2 separate regions of the Anas platyrhynchos genome follow, and region 2 is linked to region 1. The links are chromatin contacts, called in public Hi-C maps. All regions are on one chromosome and are shown on one strand. The core of a region is the stretch at or near the end of the contact, and the rest is flanking DNA. Distances in the headings are between cores, read along the strand shown. Region 1 holds the start of FAM53A (family with sequence similarity 53 member A). Region 2 overlaps FAM53A (family with sequence similarity 53 member A).

Region 1 (6,174 bases), core at 1,488-3,987:
TGACATTTTTGTGTCACTACCTCTTTAGGTGGTTTTGTTGTTGTTGTTGTGTGGTTGTGGTTTTTAAATTTAGAAACCTGTCTACATTCATGTCTCACTGCTTTGTTGGAAACAGATGGCCCTTCCTAGAGACCACAGTTGAGTGAACAGACATCAACCACTTTAACATGTGGTAGCATGTTTGTAATTAGATATTTTGAAGTGCTAGACAATTACTATCAAACCTTGTCATGAGGGAAATTTAGGTCTGTGTTTACCAAAATCTGAATTATAACCTGGATCTCTGCCAGAGCTTTACTCCTGGGTATAAAAGAAGACTGTGGTTTAATACCAAAAGACATTGATTAAAGCTGCCACCTGCCCTGTCTCAGATAAGATCCTTCACTCCTATGTCCCTGATAGTCCCCTAGTCTTTGTTGACCCTTGTAGTTGTATGTGTTTTGCCCATGAGGTAAATTTTGAGATTCAGAGCAAACGGATCAGAGGAAATACAACCTCTGTATCATGACCAGCTTAGGGCACAGCTTCCCACCTGTTTTAGGACTACAGGGTTGAACAGGGTTGAAAGCAGCTCCACCCCAAAAGAACAGAGTATAAGCCATTGTCGGAATGGAAAAAAAATCTGATAAAGTTAGAGAAAAGAATGGAGGGTGATAAAAGGAATCAGGGGAGAAATTACAGGGGAGCATTACAGGAGGAGACCAAAGAGTTATCTACTCCATAAGGTAATTTAATTACTGTGAGGTTCTTATGTTGGTTGGAAGTCTCTAGCCTGTGGAAGTTGAGAGCTCACTGCTGGGGGAATGCAGCTGTAAACCCTTTCACATGCCTCCCCCATGGCCACAGGGATGGTTGTAAGTAAACTGTTGCAATCAAGAAGCAGTTGAGCTTCAGAAGTATGAAGTTCCCTCTAGTTTTACATTACTTACAGCAGAAATAGTGCAGGAGGCTGGAGGAAAGAAATTGTGGCTTAACTATAGCAACTATGAAAATGTTTAAACATGTAGGTAAGGGAAAATCAACTTTACATCAAAATCTCTCACCTCAGCTGTTAAACCCCAGTGAAAAACTTGGTTATAATGGTTGTGAAAGATAAAATTATGACAATTTTTAAAAACTAAACTGTTAATTCTAAGTTTAGATAAGGATTTAGCAATGAAATACTTCAGGGATAATTTGTTTTCAATGGGGAATTCTGTGTACAAAACTGATTACAGAATGGAGCCAAATCCCTGCCAAAGATATGGATAGGATGATGAAACAGATGAACTACAATTTCCCATGTACCAGAATTGACAACAAGGCCAGAAGCAAAATGAGCACAACCAGAAAGTATTTTAAGAACCAGGACTGAACGATGGGAAAAAAATCTGTGTACCTTTAATCACTTGCAAGATCTTTCTAAAGAGAGATAGGCGTTGATCTTCCAGAGAACTAATACACTAAATTAAGTATTCAGTGTATAATTTGTGAAAGGTATTCTGGTAAACTATCCGAAACGATTTCATCTTCAGGTTTATCAGAATAAATATGCACACGTTTTCAAGAAAATGGGTACTGTAGGGGTTATATATGGTGTTAAAAATGCATGTTAGTGACAAAAAACAGGTAGAAAAATGGTAATAATGTTTGAAGTAAGATTAGTTTTAAGGTATTAGTCTTCTAGGGTTAAAATTTGAAAGCCTGGAAGATAGCCAAGCTGAAATAAGGATGTCCCCGTTACAGAGTTTTGATCTGGACTCTGCTTTGCTAAACTCAAGATACTTGCTGCTGCATGGTCTTGTAATTCATTGAAATCTTACAGGATAACGAGATGAACGGGGAAACTTCTGTGTTAAAGGAAAGGTGTGGAAGCGAAGTGCAACATGCAAAAACCCAAGGACAGGCTGTGGAAGGCTGAAATAACAGCTGCTTGTTAAAGGGATGCAAAGAGCTTGTTAATGGTTACCACACGCCCGTAACGCAGCGGCGTTAGGCCTGTAGGCAGCAGTGAATCGGGGCTGGGCTCCTCACAGCGCTGGGGATTAGGAGGCACCGAGCAGGCCCTGCCCTGACAAGCGCTGCCCAAACACATTCCGCTGCCTCGCTGCGCCTGACTCACGGCTGCTTCTGAAAAAAACTCCCACAGGAACATATATATATATATATATTTGGAGAATAACGCGATTTATTTTATTTTATTTTTTATTTTTAGCCTCCATTTTGAGAGGCGGCAGAACATGGCACCCCTCCCGACCCCCCGCGGGACGCGCACCTGAGGTGCCTCAGCGGGCTGCCCGCCTGAGGGGGGCAGGCAGAGGGCGGTGTAGCCCCACGTTACGCGGCACCACCGCCGGGAAGGAGCCGAAATAAAAGCGGGGGGAGCCTCGCGGTGCCCGGCCCGCTCCCTCCGTGCCCGCCCAGCCCCGGCTGCGCCCCCCCGGGGCCGCCTCAGGAGCCGCCCCTCCTGCCCAGGGCCCGGCCCCGCCGCCATGACGGGGCCGGCTGTGCCCGCCCCGCCCCTCCACATTGCGCATGCGCAGAACGCCCGGCCAGGCTTCGCTGCGCCACGCGCGCCCTCCTTGCGGCTCTATCCGGGGCCGCGATGACGTAATGGGTCTCCCCCCTCCTCAGCGGCTCAGCCAATGAGAGAAGGGAACCGCGCCGCCGCAAGGCCTCCTGGGAGCTGTAGTCCGCGTGCGCACTCCCCGCCTCGCTCCGCAGAGCAGCCCCTGTGTGGGCGGGGCCGCCGCGCCTCGCCGCCCTATGGCAGGGCGGGTGAAAGGTCCGCGGGCGGGCGCGGCAACCAATGGGAGCGGGCGGGCGGCGGGAGGGGGCGGGGCCAGCTGTGTTTTGTTCAATTGCCATTGAGGAGCTCGGGCCAGAGGCGGAGGGGAGGCGGCGCGGTCGGGCGCAGGTACCGGCTGCAGGGGGGAACCGGAGCGGCGGCCGGGGGGGGCCCTGGGGGTGCAGCCCTTGGTGGCCGTTAACGGTCGCAGCCGGCCGTTGACGGCCGTTGGGGTTAGGGCTGGGGGCTGCCTGGAGCTCGGGGGGGGGAAGGGGGCTGGGTGGCGAGGCCTCGGCTGCTTCATGGTGTTGAGGGGGGGGGAGGGGGGTAGAAAAGCCAAAAATTAAAAAGAAATAAATAAAATAATTAACAAATTAATTAATAAGGTTAATGTGGATGTGCAGGGCTCCTTCGTGGTGGGGGTGCGGACCCCCCTCTGGGTGTCCCCGCACCTCAACCATCACGGGTACCCCCCCCTAACCCCCAGCGCCACGATGCCCGATCTGTGGCCTCGAAGGTTTTAAAACAAAATAAACTAATTCCTGAGATCTGCCGCTAAATCGCCTCTTTGTGCCATGCCAGCCCTTGCCCGGGCAGCAGCGCGGCTTTGTTCGGGCAGTTGGGCTCCAGCAACGGCCCCGTTGCCTGCACGGCCCGCAAGGAGGCCTGGATTTAACCGATTTGGGGGAAATTTTGGCTTTTATGGGGGGAGATCCCCCAAAAAGCAGAGGGGCTGGGTGGTGCAGGTGACCCCCGGCACCCCTTAGCATCACCCTTGTGGCAGGGCTTTTGGGGCTGAGCCCTTTCCCTGCAGCCAAACCACGCACCCCAAAAGCAGCCCTCACCGAAACCCCTCTCACAGCACCCCAACTTTTGGGGTCTTCTCACGAGCCCAAATCAGCCCTGATAAGGCACCGACTTGCAACGCCAAGGCCCGGGGATGAGCTGAGCCAGCTGGTCACGTCTATTTTCTGGTCCGCTGTGCTTACATTAAAATTAGAACAGTTATTGCAGCCCTCGCCTTGCCTCCGATGCGGGCTGCTAGAGAAATGTTTCCATCGCAGGCTTTTTTGGCAAGGAGCAGGAAGTTTCTGTATGTTGTGGCAAGCTGAAATATTTCTTCTGTGGGTTTTAATTGTGAATAGGCTGCGCGCTTCGAGACAGGGTTATGAAATCTGGAGGGCAGCGTTTCCTGAAAGGCAAAAAAAAAAAAAAAAAAGAACTTTCCTATCGCGGTGCGTGACTTGAGATCTGCTGTTACAGGAGGTGCAGGGCTCATAATCAGGGCAGGAGAGATTGTGATTGTATCTGTACAGTTATGGGGTTGCTGAGAACACCTGGCAGACATCTCCAGGGAGGCAGGAGGTCGGTATGTATAGGGAGCTAAAACATGTCTCAGGTAGTTCTGCATGAGGTGGTTTCCATATGGTTAGCATTGAATTCCAAACTAAAAAAATCACTTTGCTACTCATTTATGCTGAATTTCTGCAAAATGCTCTCAGTCCAATATTTTTAATCTTCTCTCATTTGTGTCAGTAACTGCTCTTCATCGCATAGAAGTGCAAGCTGGCTGTTAGACAAACTTAAAATACTGATCTGCAGGATCCCCCTAATGATATCCTGAGAGGATATCTTGTGCTGGGGCAATCTGTCTGTCCTCTAGCGGCCTGTACCTGCCAGTGTGTAACCCCTAGTTATTGTCTCTTAAGTGGAAGAATTCAAGCTGATTAAATCATTATATGGGGATATTTTACATTTGGGGTAGTTAAACTTCCCTATTTCCTCTTGAAAGCTGTGTTGTGCAGGCTGCTGTGATTGGGAAGGAGGAGGAGGCTGGAAGAAGAACTGTTTGTATTTGCAACATTTGAGTTAGCTTTTGGAAGCTTAGTGTATGGCATAAAACTAAATTTATGAAAATGTGGTGGGCAAATAAACTGAAAGCCTAACTTTATTGAGGGATTTTTCAATATATTGCATTAGCTGTTTTATTTTGGGTGGTTTTATTTCTCTGTCTAGGATTTATTCTTTTCCTATAGGAATTCCTTGGGAGTCTGGTAACCATTATTGTAGCTCCCTTTTTTAGTTCCTTGCCCTTTTTCCCTTCCCTCTTCTTTCTCCCCCTTCCTCTATTGCCTCCCCCCAATCTACATTCCTTTGTGCTAGCAGTGATGATGGCAGTTCTAGTCACCTCCTGTGGTTTGATAGATTATTCCCTTTAGAAACATGTGTACTTAAAACTTTCCAAACATGATTCTTTTTTCTTTGCCCCTACACTTTTTTGTTACTGGCTCTGAGTTTTTGTTTTAAGAATTTGTCCTTTCTGCTTTTGCTTTGAGCCTTCTTAAATAGCATTAAGAAGCCTTATTAAACCTTTAAGGGAAAGTATTAGTATTTATGTTGTGGTTTTCATTTCTTCTTGCATAGTTTGGAGGTGGTAATATACACAGCAGTTTTGCCTCCTGGCAATAGTGAATTTCCTTCTTGTCTGCAAGCATACAAGTTGAGCTTTTCTTAGGAAAAGTCTTTGCTTGTTTGAAACTTTATTTCTGTAAAATAAACTCGTTGGGCTATTTTTAGATTACATTCTTGAGATCTCTAGTTAATGTAAGAATTATCTTGGAGCTAAAATGCTCATAGGACCTAGTCTTTAGTCTTGTACAACCTACAGAAACTTAAAAAATTATATTTAAGTTTGTATTTTGGTAGAAGACTTAAGAAATTCCTGTTTGCTATAGCTGCAACCCCTATTATTCACATAACCTAGAATAAAAGCTTACTGGGAGGTGGCAACCCCAAAGCTGTGAAGGGCTTTAGGAACAGTCCTGAATGAGTGAATGGTAGGTAGCCTTCTCCTCTTTAATTGCGGGGAGGAAATTCAAGGCTAGGAAATCAGCTACCTGGAGTCAGTGTAGTGTGCTTCCTGGCAGGTAAGTTGTTTGAATTGATCGACTGCATGCCTGAGAGGTAGCCATTCACAACTTCACTAGATGTGGCTAACGAGATCTGTGCCATCAGTGAAATACTGCAATCCAGTGAGGAAGAGTCTGTATAAAACCAGTCAATTTTTCAGAAAATGGCCTTCTTTAAGGAGTTTCAGTTGCTCTCAAAAGGGAGGTGGGGGCTATGTTTTTAACTCTAGACCTATTTTACATTTTTTTCTGTGATATGGCTGGATAATGCAGTACTCTGCAAGTATAGAAAAACCTAAAATCAAGCTAACTGTCATCACTTTAATATTGCCTTTTTTATTTTACTACATGTGCTGTTTTTTGTGTTTCAGTCATTTTGGGAAAATGATGTCATCGACAAGCTGGCAAGAAACTCGTGACTTAATGCATTGTAGTGGGCAGAGATGCCTTCTGAAGGCCCTGCTTCTGCTAATTGACAGGCTGGGGTGAGGTAGTAGG
Region 2 (6,174 bases), core at 2,229-4,728, 69 kb after region 1:
ACTAGAAATACTGTCCCCTATGCGGAGATGCACAACAGGAAATGTATTCTCTTTTTCAGAGCAATGAGATAAGATTAGAATATCCTTTAACACTTTCTACTTCAAAATATGCTGGTTTGCTTTTAAGTAAATATGAGAAATTCACACCTCTTAGTCATAAAAAGGAGCTCAAATGTTTGTGCTTGCATAAGCTGCAAGTGAGCTATGTCAAAATGTGTTCTGAAAACAGCAATGTGTGTTATACCAAAGCTGTTTTTTGGTATATAAAACAGGGGAGGGGAACGTGGCTGTGTAAAGCTTTTTGCTTATGCAAGGTTATCAATTTTGTTACATCTGAAACATCTGAAATAGGATGTGGGTTTTGATGAAGGCCAACACTTCAGTGAATTCCTCCTGGTGGAACTGTGATCAGTCTTTTTTTTTTCCCCCTGAAGGTTGATCTTTGGATGCAATTCCTGGAATTGCATAAACCAGCTCCTAAATGAAGTCTTGTTTCTGTCTGCCCAGGCACACTGCTATCCCTCAGATCCTTCTGGCCTTAAACCTAACAAGAGATCTACTACAAATTATAAGGTAGCAGAGCTCTTTGAGCAAGAGTGGTGTACCCTATAGGCATAACAAACCTCAGGGCAGTAACAAAGAGCATAACACTGAAGTGTTTGCATTTGGTGCAGCCTTGGGGAATACTGCTGCAGTGCCCCAGCTATGGAGAGGCTCCAGAGATGGTGAACCACCTCCCTTACAAGTCTTGTTCGTTCCTCAGCCTGGCTGGACTGTGAATTCCAGAACTCAAGTGTGTTGCTTTTCACTGTTACCTGAGTTTTCCCTCAAATAATTTTTCTATGTAGACTGAATGTAGGGATATATGGATAGTCATATACAGGCAAGGCAGGCCAATGTCTGTAGATTTCCTCTGAGTTCATGAAGTTTTGTTTAAAAGCCACTGAACAGATCTGGTAAGCTGCTCATGTGGCTGCTAATATGCACTGGTGGAGTAGAAAAATTTTCCAGTGCTCTGGAAAAGCATCTGGTTCATAACACATCATGAGTGCTGCAGTGTTCCTATTTCATACAAATATATTAACAAATATAAAATACCTAAGAAATGACAAACTAAGGGGGGAAGTTGAAAATGGGTGTGAACAGTTGATTTTGTTCCCTGTGGATCTGGGTGTAATAAATAATCACTGTGTGCATGCAAGACTGGAGGCACTTAACCAGTACAATATCGAGAGCCCCCACAACATGATTCTCCAGGCTCTTACTGCTTCAGAAAGAAGCCCTTTGTGGCTATTTCTGCTCACTGTGTGCGTTCAAGAGACAGAATTCAGAAGTTTTGCACAGACTAAAAACCAGCTTCTGCTTTCTGTATGGCCTTGCTGTTAATTGCAGCTTTTGGATTCTCATCAAGCATCCATTTCAGTTGCGTGAGGAGCTCAGGCACTTTATTCCTGTATCTGAGGGGCAGAGGTAGCACACTGAGGTTTTCTCTTTTAAGTCAAGGTGAGCACCCCCTTTATTTTTTAATATACTCATTTAAACAGCTCTCAAATTCCTGAGCGTGTCTTATTTCTGGGTACCACTTGAACAACTTAAGCTGTCTCTGGAGCAAGATGTTTCCAGCAGGAGCTTGGCTTTCCCCTGTTTTGAGGTTACCGAAATGTGCCAGCTGCCTTGTTGCAGGCTCTTGTGTCACCGAGGTGAGGCCAGGGAGCTCGTTATCTGCACATTTGGGAACTTTGAGAAATTAATTGTTGACTAGGCTGCAGTGCAACTGTTTGACCTAAATGCTTATGTTACCAACTGGTATGCTCTGGGTTTGCTGGAGAGTTGATATATCAGATCGGATGCTTGTTGATCCTTATTTAGTTGAGTAAAGGTAGGTTTTTAATCTTTTTTAGAAAGAAGGGGACTGCTAATTTTTGTCGCTAACTTGAATCTACATTGGCAAAACATCTGTGCAAAACCAAACTGTTTATTAAGTAGATGCCTTTCTTCCTTTTTCTTCATTCTCCACATTGTTTCCACTGTAATTTTAAACATGTATGCCTTTCTAAACTTGTGTACATACCCTTAACCCATTCAAGAACTTGGAGAACTTATTCTGCTCCTCCTGTGCAATCATTGTTAACTTACTCATGTTTTTTCACTTGCAGACTTTAAAAAATTCCAAAAGTCTTTGCTCCCTTGATTATGAAGATGACGATGATGACACACAAATGAAGACAATTGTGTCATCCCCATGTGACTCAAATGATCTTATGAACATCATCACCCCTGGTTCCAGTCCGATGAAAGAACAGCTGGATGAAGTAAGGCATCATGGGTCATGCCAAGGTAGCTTCAAAACAAGGGATTATAAGAAAGCAGCTGCAGTATGTGAAAGCGATGAGGACACAAGTGATTGTGAGAGCACTGAAGAGGGCATCTTTCCTCTAGACTGTGGGGACTTGGACCTAGAGCAGATTGAAAACAACTGAGACTCAAAGTTGTGTGCTAGAATCAGAGTTGTTCTAAATTAAAATGATAGAGGATTACCTTTGCCATGCATAATCCATGTCCCTGAATTTCTGTATTGCCTATCTTGGGCCTGTGTTAGAAATGTTTCAGGTGGGGGAAAAACGTAAACCATTGTTACCTGTTTAGTCTATTGATCAATATGTGGATGACAACAACAACAACAAAAAAAAAGTAGGAGGTTAAATGTTATTTTGAACATTAAGGAATAATTTTGATTATAAAATTTCCTAACAGATATTTTGCATTTTTATGGCTTTTACAGTTCTGGAGAAAAAGCATCTCTATTTTGAAATGAATTTTCAGAAGGGCATTCTATAAAACTAAATCTGTCTACAGTGATTCTGGTGCGGGTATATGTTGCTTTTGTTAAAGAGCTTAATGTGAAAAGTGAATTACATAATGAAATTGGTAATAAACCTTCAGACAGAACTCTTAAATACCTGGTTGACAACTGGTCCAAAACACTTAACTGCCATCTTTGACAGCGTCTGGTTAAAAAAAAAGTTCATAACATGTACAAATGTTCTTTTCATACATTCAGGACTTTTTGATCAAAATATGGTAGTAACCTTAAAGGTTAACATTTTCCATGATTTTACTACTTGAATTGTTTTCTAGCCTGAAGCAATGCTAATTTAGGTGGGATAAAACTGCAAGTAGCTGCCCACCTACTTGGTCATTATGTTTTCTGTGGTTCAAAAGAATGTACAACAAGAGCACTTGAACTTTTAGACAGGGACTTTGTAATGATCAATTCCCCAGGAGGTGATCCCTTCAGCAATACTAGAAGGAAAATAGTCCTTGAATTAAATAAAATGACATTTTGCTTTGCACTTGTGTCTGTTGATGAATTTTACTTGAGGAAAATCTATAATCTGGGGCATATTCTGCAGTGTGGTGTTTATGTGCAGAGCTGGGTGGAGGACAGACTTCTGGTCATCTGAAAAGGAAGTGAAGTCAAGTTAGTCTGGGGAGCTGGGGAATAATTCATGCTGGATCCCAGAAGTGTCTCAGTGATTACATACACCATAATTATCTCTAATGTAATATTGTATTCATTGCAGGCTATTGCAACACATACTTACTCCGTTAGTTCAGACGGAATAGGGATTTTCCTGGTCAAGGAGTAAATTAATTTCAAAATGGAGTTTTTAAATTGGATAGAAATGGACAGGCTTAGATTATGGCATTTCAGTGCATCATGTTGGTCTGCTTAAATCAGCCAGCTCCCTATGGTAACTTGTACCATAAAACCAAAATACAGCAACGTTCCAAGTCACCTAACAGCATGATTATATGAGAAAAGAGTATATTGAGGCTGAGCAAGGTGTGACCCAGGCTCCAGCCTTGTGATTAGGTCAGCCTTTGGTCATAAAAAAGAATTGGTCTGTAATTACTGAACCAGCTTATATAACTTACTATCTATACACAACTTTAAAAGCTTGGATAACCAGTAAGAAGCTCTAAATGTTTTTATTGCCTTTATGACTCCTACTGTATCTACCACAAAGAGCAGCAGTGGTCTGTGATACCGATGCTGGTATGCATGCATAGGGAGGTGCAAGAACACTGAAAAGACTTGTTAGGTTCTTGATGTGTTAATATACATTGCGTGGGAGATAGTGAAGCTGCTCACTGCAGCAGCACAAAGTCATCCTCCTTTTTCTAGCAGCGTAAATAAAGGAGATGGTACCAGAACAAAGCCTTCATTTCCTTCAGAAGCTCCTGTTAAATGTGCATCACACATAGGTATTTGCTCCTCTGTAGCAGAGATCATGCAGGTGGTGCTATATATACATGCACAAGCTATTAAGAACTATATGCAACTGAAAATCACTGGTTTTGCACTCTAAAGATCAGGTTTCAAGAAATGCTGAATGAGGTGCAGCTGTTTTTCCTTGTGGATAGGTGGGAGATGCACTGCAGTGTGGTGGTGATCTGTCATCATGGGTAATGGGGCTACCAAGCTCCTGCCGAGGCTGCAATTACTAGTTGCAGAGCTACACTTCTTTGTATTTTTCTTAATTGAGCAATAGAGGTAAGTAAAATTGAATCAGCTTTAAAGTAGGATTGTAGTGAAGGCCAATTGTACAACTGGGATCACTTAAAAGCCAATTTGCCTGCTTGAACAGTTAAAGCTGTAATGGCATGGAATGAGAAAACTAGCGTGGCAATCCGTTTGGCTCTTCCTCCAAGGAAGACAAGCTCTCCTGGAAGAAGTAAAAGAAGAAAATACCTCAAAGGGCATGAATAAAAGGAGGTAAGATGTACTTTGTCGAGGGAGAGGGGGGGAAAAAAGCTTTAGCAGGAACTGCAGCTGTTACGAAGACGGTGATAAAGCAAAGCCAAGAATAGAGCAGATAATACTCTAGCTCTGAATTATGAGATCTCAAATTCACTTCTCCAGCCTCAAAGGCAGGGTTCTGCAGTTCCCTTCTGTAGGTGCATTGTTTTCACTCAACACAAAGCCACATTCCTACCCCCATACTTGGGTCGGAAGGGGTTTCCCAAGTTAAAGTACAGATGTGTTTGCTTATGGTAACACAGGGCTCCAGTCCCATGGCAGCCAGCTGTTAAAACTCTAAATAGCCCTTTCATAGACACAGACAGAAAGGAGTGGTTTTAGATACTGAAGAACAAGTTTTGTGAAAGTAGGAAGTAGTAATTATCTAGTTCAGGCTCTTATTAGTTGGTGACAGGAAAATAAGTAGTTGAACAGCTGTGCAGGAACACAGAAAATGAAGAAGTTGGCTGAAAGGAATCTGTGCACTTCGTCTCTAGCCCCTAATGTAATCCCACATGAGAACCAAGAGTAAAAGGAATTACTGGTTAGAAGTTATTTCAGCTGGGGCAGGCTTTGGCCTTGCATCATACGCAAGATATCAAGACCTGCTCCAAAAGAAATTAATGGATGGTGAATTTGGCACTTCTCTTGCACTAGATTACAGGATAAAACCGAGGGGCTGTTTTGGGCAACTAAAGAAGGCAGTTTGCAAAAAGGGAAAACATGGTTTCAGAGATTGAATTGTATTTGGTAGTGGCTGAGCTAGGCTGTGAGCAGCTTGGGTCTGGGAGTGGTTTCCTTCCATCTCGCAGCCGGTGTCAGAACAGCAGACTTCTGCACAGGCTGTGGGAGTTACTCTAGGTCACTTATCTCTCATTTTTATTAGCAACCGGGCTAACAAAGTAGCATGCTTGTTAAATTTGCAGTCAACAGGAAGCTGGACAGATGTGAGAGATAAGATAGCATTAGAATTCAAAATAGTCTTGGCAACTTGCAGAAATGGTTGCAACAGGGAGGAGATAGGGAAAGACAAGATCCTTTTCAGCAAGGCACTAAATTTAGATGGGGTCGAACGACTGCACAAATCCAGTGTTGGGCCAACTCGTTAGTTCTTCCGATAAGGGAGCTGGGAGTTGGCCTTGCCAGTAGGAGAAAGGCGAGCTTCAGGCTAAGGTTCACAAACGGCGATGCGTTTGGCAAGGCTCACGAGGTGCAGGTGCTCCTGGGAAGCACGGGATTTAGTCCATGACTTGAGATACTGCGCTTAGGAGTGCAGAGTCCAGTCGAGAGGGGCACGGCTGATATGTTGGAGATAGGTTGGAACGTGGGAAAATGCACTCGAGGAAGCGCTGAAAGAATCGAGCTTGAAA

What was found. A called contact is a pair of places that touch in the nucleus more often than the background predicts.
Region 2: a Hi-C map of subcutaneous adipose tissue shows a contact between it and region 1, with 1.8 times the contacts expected there. The contact joins the enhancer-like site here to the promoter of FAM53A in region 1. A contact is called at or near these places in 2 of 8 Hi-C or Micro-C datasets (F5 follicle and subcutaneous adipose tissue).

The regions. Positions count from the first base shown.
Region 1 is chr4:72,196,958-72,203,131 of IASCAAS_PekinDuck_T2T, forward strand. FAM53A (family with sequence similarity 53 member A) reads left to right here and starts at 2,738. Exons shown (of 5, transcript XM_027455707.3): 1 at 2,738-2,896.
Region 2 is chr4:72,265,368-72,271,541 of IASCAAS_PekinDuck_T2T, forward strand. FAM53A (family with sequence similarity 53 member A) reads left to right here. Exons shown (of 5, transcript XM_027455707.3): 5 at 2,157-3,353. The coding sequence ends at 2,480. Among named protein-coding and RNA genes, the nearest start is that of FAM53A, 69 kb to the left of the region's middle. Within about 2 kb of position 3,479, at least 1 of the 8 cell types and tissues checked has an H3K27ac peak or open chromatin away from gene starts, as enhancers often do. A contact at or near this core is called in subcutaneous adipose tissue, where this site is marked.